Linked DNA regions of Mus musculus: region 2 is linked to region 1. The links are chromatin contacts, called in public HiChIP or PLAC-seq maps. All regions are on one chromosome and are shown on one strand. The core of a region is the stretch at or near the end of the contact, and the rest is flanking DNA. Distances in the headings are between cores, read along the strand shown.

Region 1 (5,249 bases), core at 1,287-3,786:
AGCAAGATCACCTGTGATCAGAGAGGGCTCAAGTGTCAGCACAGGTGCATAGCTCCCGGCACTCCCAGCCTGCCACCTTGGCCAGGAGCAGAAGAGCCCCTCGAGGTGCCTAGAACCTTCTCCTACAAAGGCTCTGGCTCAGCTACCCAGGTTTTCAGATGTTCCATGGATTCTATCCAGGATAGCCCTGTGACTGGGCCATTCAGGGTAAGTCTAGGGATGCTGGGCAGCCTCAAGATGAGCCCAGAGTGTCCACACTGAGAGAATTCAAGAGACTGGCTGACTCTTCCAAGCCGTTCCCTCTAAACACATAGCTGGGCTGAGGGCTCAGCACCTCTGGACCACTCTCTCCTGGACCACTGTGAGATCTCTGCCAGCCTATTAGAAGCTCAGCGTTCTTTTTCAGATGTAGAAAGGCTGGGGGACACTCATGCCTGAAATCACAGGGAGCCTCTACTCTAAAGAACTCACAGTCAACCACTTCCTTGTTCAGGGTATGCTGATTCCTGTCTCACACAGAATGGCTACAGGTCAGACAATTTGCACAGAAGAAAAGGCAATGGGGCCCAGAGAGTCACAGGTCCCACTCTGCATCCCATTCTGGGCTCCACACATCTTTGGCTAGCATCTTTTCCTCGGGGAGTTAACATACTTCCACTGTCACTGCCCTAACCACCACCGCCCCCCAGCTCAGAGACACAAGTACCCTAAGGTAAACTATGTAAGTCTCCATCCCTCGCCAGCCCAGGGGTCCATGTTTCCCCAAGCTGACTGCTCACTGTGCCTGGCCCAGCTCCAGCAGGCAGGCTGTGCTGTGTACCTGGTCCCGGAAAGGCAGGTTGGAAAACACAGGCAAGTTTTTGGCCCATTTGACAGCCATGAAGAGCAGGCGAGCAGATGTCTCATGGATGCCATCCAGACTGCAGGGGGATGCGGGGAACTCGGGGTCATTGCTGGTGACATCAATATTCTCTTCAGCTGCAGAGGAGGAGGTTTGGAGTTCAGTGGCTGCTCTGTGGGAGCCGGTGTGAGTATCCACGCCCACTGCCTTCCCACTTACCGTCCTCTGGCTCCAGTTTAGCACAAGTTTCGGCGGTGATAAGGCTGGCCATAAAGTGGTGGCCCATGGCTCTGGTTGCAGACACAGACGTGGGGCCCCGGGGACTGGGCCCTGCCAGAGCAGGAGAGGCTACCACTGGTTCTGATCGGGGGTCACTGCCTGTTTCCATGGCATCCAGGTGGACCTGAGCCATGCTCCGAGGTTGGCGCTCATTCTGCACAGCTTGGAAAGCAGGGAGACTCAGGACACACACGCACCTGCCCCTTGGCAGTGATGCCATTTTCTCTCCTGCCTTTCCCACTTCACCGTGCCCACCACTCACCATCTTGGTTCATGCCTGCTTGTAAGCACTTCTTCAGCCGGCAGGCCTGGCACTGATTGCGATGGGCCTTATCCACTGGGCACATCCCTGCCCCGACTTGGCACCTGCAGAGGACACGAGCTCCTGGGGGGGCAGTGTCATGCCCTGACTCTAGGCCTTGACTTGGGATATGTTTGCCCTGGTCTCGTCTTCCGCTTTCCCTGAACGCCCTCCACCCGTGCTAGGCACACCGGGGCAGGCCGGCAGAGCTGTGGCACCTGTAGATGAGCCTCCTTCTCACACTCCTCTTGAAGAAGCCACTGCAGCCATTGCAGGCATAGATGCCATAATGTTTCCCACTGCTGCTGTCCCCACACACTCGGCACTGGAGCGAGGGGCCCACACCTGAGCAAGAAGGCAGGGCTGAACTGAGATAGCTCCCCACTCCCTCCCCTAGTCACCCCCTTTCCCTCCGGTCCATAGGTTCCCACGTTCCTCAAACTAGATCTGCCCATGTGACTCCCACCGGAAACAGCAGCTTCCTCACTGTGGCATCCTAACCTCTGCTCCCACCCCTTCCCCTCTCTTTTCCCTCCATGGCTTCCACCTTCCCAGCCCCATTCCTCCCCTATGGGCGGCTGCAGCCTCTCTCGAGATCTCTCTGTGTCTCAAGAGCACCCATTTCCTGCCTCAGCAGCCAGTTGTTGGGTCTTGCTCTGCTGGCCTCTCAGTTTCTAGGACTCTGGGGTTGCCAGCAGACTCTCATGCTTGCTCACAGCCCTGGGGTTGGGGCTATGTGGCTCAAGCTCGCTCGTGGCTCTCTGAACCTACTGCTTACACTCTCTTCCTCAAAGGTCCAGACCACACCTCCAGAAAAATCATACCTGTTGGATCCTCTCCAAGGCCCCATCTACCTGGAGACTCCTTCTTGGAGGCCGCCACAGACACAGGCATAGTGGAGGCAGCCACTGTAGAGCTCATCGGATATGGATGGTCCTAAGGGTAGCCTGCTTGCTAGAAGTTGCTGGGCCCAACCGATGCATCCATCTTTAACCCCTGTCTGTCTGTCTGTCTGTCTTTCAGTCTGTGCCTGTCTCTCCTCTACTTCCCTTGCCTTGTAAGTTAGGAGCGTTTCTTCCTTCTGAAGCGTTCTCACCACCCTGGCTCTGGGTCCAGACTTCTGCCAGCACAGCGCTGGACACAGTGTATGATCCTCTTAATCTTTACTGTCTCCGCAGGGGATCAACTGACCACACCTGCAGCATTACCCAGGTGCCCCTGGGAGCCAGTCAGCCCTGATTCCTAGGCTGCCTAACATGCCTGGGGGTCGGTCCATCCTTTGCTGTCCTTACTGACACTGTATGGGAGCAAGGAGCTTGGCTGAGACCACATGCTCTCAGCTGTCTATTATTCAATGACAAATCTTAATGGGGGTGAGGAGGGTGTTACACATCCCACCTACCCAGGGACTTCAAATGTTTTTTGTGGCATTTGCCATGTATTCGAGGCATGTGTGACCGTGTATGTATCACCGTGTCTGTGTAGGTTTCTGCCTCTGTTGCTTGTTCACGTTGGGATGCTCACCCTCTAACCTGGTGGCTCTCGACTTAGTCTCTTAATGAAGGACTGCTTGGGGCTTGTGGCTTGGGGCCTTGCCCCACGGAAGACTCACATCTCTATATGTCTCTGTGATCAGGTCCAGCAGAGGGTATTGGGCAGGCTGGGGGCAGAGGAGATGCTTGTGGACATTTTCCCATGGGGCAATGAGGTAGGACACAGCTCAGGAAGTAGGCGTCTGTGTCTCCTGGTACCTGACTCCCAGAGGAAGAGAGACTAGGGTAAGGACAGATTCACCTCCATGCATGCTTCTGCCCTGTTGTGGGCCATGTTTCACTGAGCAAGTGACTTAGCCTCTCCGAACCTCAGTTTCCTCCTCTTGGTGTGATACAATGCCTGTCTTAGGTTGTAGTTGGGAACATGACGTTAGATGATTCCCATAATGTATTTTGGTGCCTGATACTAACAAAGAAGACTGAAGCAACACCAGGGAACATCCTTTCCTGTCCCTGCTATTCTGCCCCTTACCATCCTCTCCCTAGGCCCGAATGAATGGGAAATAGCGTGTTGATGTGCAGGAAGAGATGCCCATCCCCATCTGCCCTTGCCTCACAGTGGGATAGGACGAGTTTGTCCCGTGTTAGAACCTGGGAGCATCTAGAGGGATCATGGAGTTAAGAGGACAGAAGGGTGGGGCATGGCCTCCTAAGTGGGCTTAACCCTCACTATGACAGGGAAGCACTATTGGGGATTTGGAAAGTCAGCTCAGGGGCTTTGCAGGGTGATCCGCTGAGGACAGGAGCCTCTCATATGTCCTGTCTGTCCCCAGCCCCTTAGGAACCTTCATGGACAAGGCTTCAGACAAGGCCTGAAGCTCCACTTAGCAGCCAAGTCAGGGCTTCAGGGCAAGATTTGTACTCTAGACATGCCATCTGCTTCCCACATCCAAGTCACCTTAGCAAGCCTTCCATCCTCTCCGCGGGCAGTCTTCTGTGACAGCTTCGTGACAGCTTCTCACCAGTCTCTGTCCACACCTAAGATCTATGCCCCGACATCCCACTCATCCCCAACTGTCCTGCATAGACATGTGAGTGGGGTCCAAGAACTTGGGGGTGTGCAGTCATGTACAAGGGGCAGACTAGGCCAGGCTGAGCTAAGGGTTGGGATGAACCAGTGCAGAGGGCAATGTAGGACCTATGGGTATGGGTATGGTAGTAGGAGGAGTCAAAGGTAGAGTCTCAGTGGTAAAGTGCTCTGGGGAAGAGTTTAGAGACTTCTCACACAAACCACCACTGTCATACACCTCACAGTGGCCCGACACAGAAGCTGCCACTATGGGCCTCACAGCTAGGAGACTGAGTCGGAGAGGCCCAGAGTGGGGAGGTAAGTTGCCTCAAGCTGCACAGCTATGGAGCAGTAAAGAGGCAAGCAGGGATGGAGCTGGATGCAAATCCCAGCGTCTCCAGGGAAACACCTGGGTGACCAAGAGGAGGGGCCAGATGAAGGCAGGACCTAGGGCCTGAAGGACATAGCCTGGCACTTTATTTGCTGAGCTCTGTGTACTTCTGTTTCTTCATCTCTAAAGCAGGTGTATGTGTTCTGGGGCATGGGGGATGGGAGATATACTGTAAAGGGTTACTAGGGTAGAGGGAGGAGGCAGGGTGAGGCCAGTGCCGAAGAGAGTCGTTTGCTTCTTTCCCAGGTGGACTTGGGCCTCATTTGGGGCTGACGGTATAGAGGAAGGACCGAGGAAGGGAGAAAGTCCTAGGGTAGCCCCCAGCTGGGCCTCAGGGAGCCCAGAGACTTGACCCCACCAGGTGTGTGTTCTAGGCAGGTGCTGGGAGAAACTGACCACAGGAGAGAGGCAATCCCTTCCCCATGGGGCGTTACCTCTGGTCAAGCCCTGAAGAATGCCCTGAAGGCAGAGCAAACAAGTAGAGTGGGTAAGGGGGTGCCCCTCCTGCTTCCCAGCTTCATCCCTGACCATCCTTCAAGACCCTCAGTGTCCTCTCAACACGCCCGCTCCCTACTGCTGAATCTGGTCCAACTGTGTCCTTAATGTTGAAACTTGCTCCAGGTGTGCTCTCTCTCCTCTGTCCAGATGGAAGACCCCAGAAATGGGGTTAGAGGTTAGCTTAGCGTCTGATCAGAAGACAGAAGGTCTGCTCCTGAATCTGTGTTCTCCTGACAGTCTTGGCATGCTGGGTTCTCCCAGCACTGAGCCCTGTGCTGGTGATAAGGGCAAGGATGACGACGACTATGACTCCTCAATGGTTAGATAACGGGAGATAGGCTGTGCAGGGGTTAGGTGAGCCTGGCGGGGGGGGGGGG
Region 2 (5,249 bases), core at 1,454-3,953, 560 kb after region 1:
AGACTTGATTTCAGTTATTATGTGTTCCCCTTCTAAAAATCCCACGCAGAATGAAAAACTTGAGACTAGAAACTATTTTTATAAATCGCAGAGATACTGCATAGCATCGCTGTGAGTAATGACTCTTTAAAATCCGATCCCCAAAGCACAGGCAACAAAACAAAAACATGGATAAGATTACAGCAAACACAAAAGTATTTGCAAGCAAAGGGAAAAGGAGCGGTGTGAAAAGATAGCCTGTGAACTAAGAGAAGATGTTTACAAACCCTGAATCTCGGATGGGATTATATCCAAAATACGAACAGGACTCCACCCAATAGCAACAACAACAAAGGGTGAGAAGCGGGCGAAGGGCCTTGATAGGCGGCACTCAAGAGAACATGAAGAGACGCTGAACAACTATAATCACTGGGAAACGGAACTTTACAGCAGGGATGAGTTTCCATCTTACCCATGTCAGGATAGTGACTATCAAACAGACTCAAGATGGCAGTTGTGGCTGAGAGTCACAGGGGTGGAACTTTCAAATGATACCAGTTAGAGCAGGATTTAGAGCAACAATCATGAAGTACTGCTGTATGGAAGTTTCCCAAAAAGCTGCAAAGAAAGTTTGGTACAGCAATTCCTCTTGTCGTATTTATTCTTAAGTACTTAATCTGTCTAGTGAAGAGATGTATGAGCTCTCAGGCTCTTTGCTGCCTTCTTCCCAATAACCATGATGTAGAAATGAATGCGAATGCCCTCAACCAAGGGATGGATAAGGAAATGCTAAGTGGAACACTACTCAGCCTTTAAAAAGGAAGGGAACCTTGTCATTTGCGACAACGTGGATAGAACTTGAGAATATTATGCTGAGTGAAATAAGCCAGACACAAGAAGGCACACCCATGTTCTCACTTACATGTGGATTCTAAAGCCATTCAACTCATGGAAGCACAGTGCAAATGATGGTTAAAGGTAGCAGAGTGGAGACAAAAGGAAGAGAAGATGGAAGGGTACAGACAGTGTCCCTGTTTAATCTATGGCATAGTTTAGTGAGCAGTTAACAGCAGCAGAGTAGACAGTTCATACTCACTGAGGCCATCTCAGATGTCCCCTCTGCAGAAAATGACAAGCATCTGAGATGAATAAGAATTAACTCGATTTAAACACTTCCCTTGGTACCCAAGAATCAGGCATTACTACAGCTTGTTAACTTGTAATAAGTTTAATATTTAGAAATAAAATTTCCAGGGCTTAGTGGCAGAACATTACTTATCATGTGTAAGACCCTAGATTCAATCCCAGCATTACACAGATAGTGAGAAGTCCAAGATATACATAATTGACAACTAGAAAGATACATAGCATATGATTGATTGATAGACAGATAGATAGTAAATTATGGTGGACACAGATAATTGATTGATTTATGTGTGAATGAATAAGATAGATAGATAGATAGATAGATAGATGGATAGATAATAGATGGTAGACAGATGTTTGATAGGCAGATAGATTGACAGATAATTGATGGATAATAGAGTCTTCTTTTTCTTTACTAAGATGTTTTTTATTTATTTCAAGCATATAGATAATTATTTATTGAGGCACTTTCATGATGGAACCTTCACTGGGTATCTCTAACATCTCTGTCAGCTTAGTGTTGGCCTCCACCTATTGTCCTTTTTCATTCAGCAGAAGACCTGCTTGGTTCTCGTGACTGCTTCTGTGCTAACCCTGCACATCATAGGCATTGTGCTATGAACAAAGCTCTTATTTAAAGCCTCCATTTAACTGTCTTCTTTTGACATGCTAAAGTCCTGGAGGGGCTTTTCCCTCAGCACGCTCAGCCAGAGACAAAACCCTAAGTCCCCATTTGGTCTCTGCTGAGGAAGGGGGAGTCACCAGTACTTCTGGCCAGGATGTGGTAGTTCCCAATCTCCATCAGATCCCCACGAGCGTTTCTCTGCTGGGAGGGGAAGGATGAAATAAAGCAGGTGCACGGGTCCTCGTGTGGTCCCCATCGAGGCCACAAGCAGGAGCAGAAAAGAGGGGATGTGTGACGTTGCTTCTGTGGGTGGTGGTCCCTTAGGTCCTTATAACCGACCACTCTCCGGAAAGAGAAGAAACATCGTATCACTGCCGGGTAAGGGCGAAGGTCAAATATCCACGCCTGTCTCAGTGATCTAGTCAATCGCTGTTCATTCGGGAGTGAAGAATTAGTGATACAACAATAGGCAATGACTCTGGCAGTCAAACGGCAAGCCAATGCCAAAGGAGAACTCAAAATTCAGGCCCACATCGCCAAGACCACTTGTCTATACACCAAAGAGCTCTCTGCCCAAGGACACCAGCCCCCTGCCCAACAAAACAATGAGAAAAACCCTCCCTGGCCAAAGGACAACAGCTGCCTCCCTTCACATCCTACCACCACCACCCCCCCAGGCCAGAAAGCACACATGCGCCATCGCCCCCTAAACAACACAAACGCACGCTTGCTCAAGTCGGGGTTCCATCCAACACATACAGTGAAAGCAGGTTTGGGAGCCAAGAACCACAGCCTCGCAGTCACCTTCAGGGCTGGTGGTCTCCCATCTGGAAAGAATCCCACTTTTCTGCCCATAGGAATCTCTGAAACCAAGATCCACCCAGGAGCTGTGGAGATGGAAGCAGTCAGCAGGCCTGCTGTCTCCTGTCTGGAGAGCCGGGTCTGCACCCAGCTGGAGCCTTGGTCCCCGGAGCTGGGGCCTCTCCTCTGGCCCCAACCAGCAGTCTGCACAGAGCTGTGTTTTGTCCAATGAGGGAGAGCTGGTGACCCGGGCGGGGAACTCAGCTTTCCAACAGCCTCTGTTTTTGTTTCCATTTAAAAAGGTTAGTGACTTTACTGCATGTGGAAAGAACCAGGGAAGCAAGCTCAAAGAGGCTCAGCGTGTTTTTGGAGCTGACCAAAAAACACAGGACTTTTGAGTCGGGTTGGGAGAAGAGGGAACAAGTTTATCCTGCATTCACCATGTGCCAAATGCAAGCCTGGGAGTGCCTTCCGTGCCCTTCCCTGCTGGATTCAGGCAGAATCGAGTCTAATTCCATACCACAGACCATCAGGATGGGAGGAGTCAGAACTACTGGACTCCCGGGATCAAATACAACAAGAGAGCAATGTGAAAAACACCTTTTAATTGGGAACTAGAACAGGATACAGTGTATTTACCCATCAATATTCTTAGCCTTGTCAGCATCGCCAACAACAACAGTATCCATGAATGCTCAAGTCCCTCATATAAAATGTCATGGTATTTGTATATAACATATATATGTATGTATGTATGTGTGTGTGTATATATATATATATATATATATATATATATATATATACATACACATACACACACACACACACACACACATATATATATCCATCCTCCCATATGCCTTAAATTACTCCTGGGGGCACTGATACTATCTCACACACTGCAGATACTATGCAAAAGACTACCTTATATAAATGGCATGGTACGGCATGAGCTGTGCTCATCCTCCTGCCTGGGCATTTTAAACCATCCCTGGATTACTTATACTGCCTCATGTACTGTACATGTTAGGTAAATGGACAGTGTACCATCTATCTCTAGTAGATAAAGACAAAAATCAAGGTCTGACCATATTCAATACTGATATAAAGTTTTAAAACTATTTTCAATCTGAGTCAGGCAGTGGTGGCATGAGCCTTCAATCCCAGCACATGGGAGACAGAAGCCATGTCTGAGTGTGAAGCCAGCCTGAACTATAGAGTGACTTCCAGGACAGCCAGAACTACACAGAGAAATCATCCTGAAAAACAAGCAAACATATATCTTTTTCAATACACACACACACACACACACACACACACACACACACTCTCAATCTGCAGTTGGCAGAATCTTGGAAAGGTATAGTATATCACTAAAGTCATTGATGCTAAGAATTTTGAAAGTCTATTTATATATACATACATACATATATATATATATATATATATATATATATATATATATATATATATATATATATATATATTATTCACTACAATGACTACTCAAAGTATAGCAAGTTGTATTATGGCGATTGCATTAAGTTGTATAACCCAAGCTCACAAATAACCTTTTTTTTTTTTCTAAAACTTATGACTTGAACTAGATTCTTAGGGACACTGGAACACCTATGATTTTTGTAGACTACCTGGGGCACTGCTGTATTTTAATTGTAATACGTCTACACAGTTGTGTATCTGAGCTTGGTTCCCAGTTGGTAGTGCTGTTTGAGGATGTGGTGGAAACTTTAAGAGGAAGCAGGCTACTGTGGGTGGGCCCTGGGGTCTTACAGGGTGGCTCTGCTTCCTAGCTGTGGGTGCAAAGAGACCATCCAGCTTCCTACCCCTGCTGTCACTCCTTCGTTACTGCAGTGTCTTCCTGGTCACCCTGGAATCACCCTCTTGAACTCTAAGCTGGGTAACCCATTCCTCTCTGAAACTGCTTGTCAAGGATTTTGTCACAACAGCAATACAAATTACTCACCCGATGTTCACAGTCACTCTTCCTGGCACTGAAAAGGCTTTCAATAGTGTGTGGAACTAGACTGGAAGGCATGGGTCAAGCCTGACTGACTGCCTGCCATTTAGGGGGAAGAGAGGGTCACATTTTCAAATGGTTGAACAACAAAGAGAGAGAGAGACAGAGAGACTGAGACAGAGAGAGACAGTGAGAGACAGAAAGACAGACAGGCAAAGACAGAGACAGGATAAGAGAAAGACAGACAGAGACAGAGTAAGACAGACAGACAGACAGAGAATTTGCTATGATGTAATATGGATGCCAGGATCATCAGAGTATCCATACAGGATTTTAGTGAGATTTTATTTTCCTTTAAGAATATGTGCATGTTTATGTATACAGGACCCCGAAAGAGGTCAGAAGACGCCAGATCCCCTGCAAGTGTAGTCCCAGGCAGTTGTGAACCACCCAATGCAGACGCTGGGAACCAAACACCAATCCGCCACAAGAGCCGCAAGGGCTCACAGCACTGGGCCACCTCTCCAGCTCCTAAATAAAGTTTTATTGGATTGCACCTATGACCTTGCCTTTATGGACTTCCCGTGGCTTCTCTCATGCTCAGAGGGCAGCACTAATTAGGTGCACCAGAGAACCATGTCCTGCAAAACTCGGATATCAACCCTCTGACCCCTTGTAAGGAGCGTGCTGCTGAACCCCGCCTGACACCATCTGTCAGGC

Evidence for each region. HiChIP or PLAC-seq counts read pairs in DNA pulled down with a chosen protein or histone mark.
Region 2: a contact with region 1 is called in an H3K27ac HiChIP or PLAC-seq map of embryonic stem cells, with 2.6 times the contacts expected there. The contact joins the promoter of Thsd4 here to the promoter of Nr2e3 in region 1. A contact is called at or near these places in 7 of 39 promoter capture datasets (cranial neural crest, embryonic stem cells, frontonasal cranial neural crest and 4 more), 2 of 484 Hi-C or Micro-C datasets (cerebral cortex and uterus), 5 of 115 datasets of contacts at active chromatin or transcription factors (embryonic forebrain, embryonic stem cells, kidney and 2 more) and 3 of 9 other capture datasets (adipose tissue, embryonic stem cells and pancreatic islet).

Annotation. Positions count from the first base shown.
Region 1 is chr9:59,947,543-59,952,791 of GRCm38.p6, forward strand. It overlaps Nr2e3 (nuclear receptor subfamily 2, group E, member 3), which reads right to left and starts at 2,537. Exons shown (of 8, transcript NM_013708.4): 1 at 2,246-2,537; 2 at 1,640-1,766; 3 at 1,383-1,486; 4 at 1,061-1,282; 5 at 821-978; 6 at 1-11. The coding sequence starts at 2,342. Gm7616 (predicted gene 7616) reads left to right here and starts at 3,754. Exons shown (of 3, transcript NR_168957.1): 1 at 3,754-4,005; 2 at 4,229-4,301; 3 at 4,749-4,861.
Region 2 is chr9:60,508,332-60,513,580 of GRCm38.p6, forward strand. Thsd4 (thrombospondin, type I, domain containing 4) reads right to left here and starts at 2,704. Exons shown (of 18, transcript NM_001040426.3): 1 at 2,510-2,704.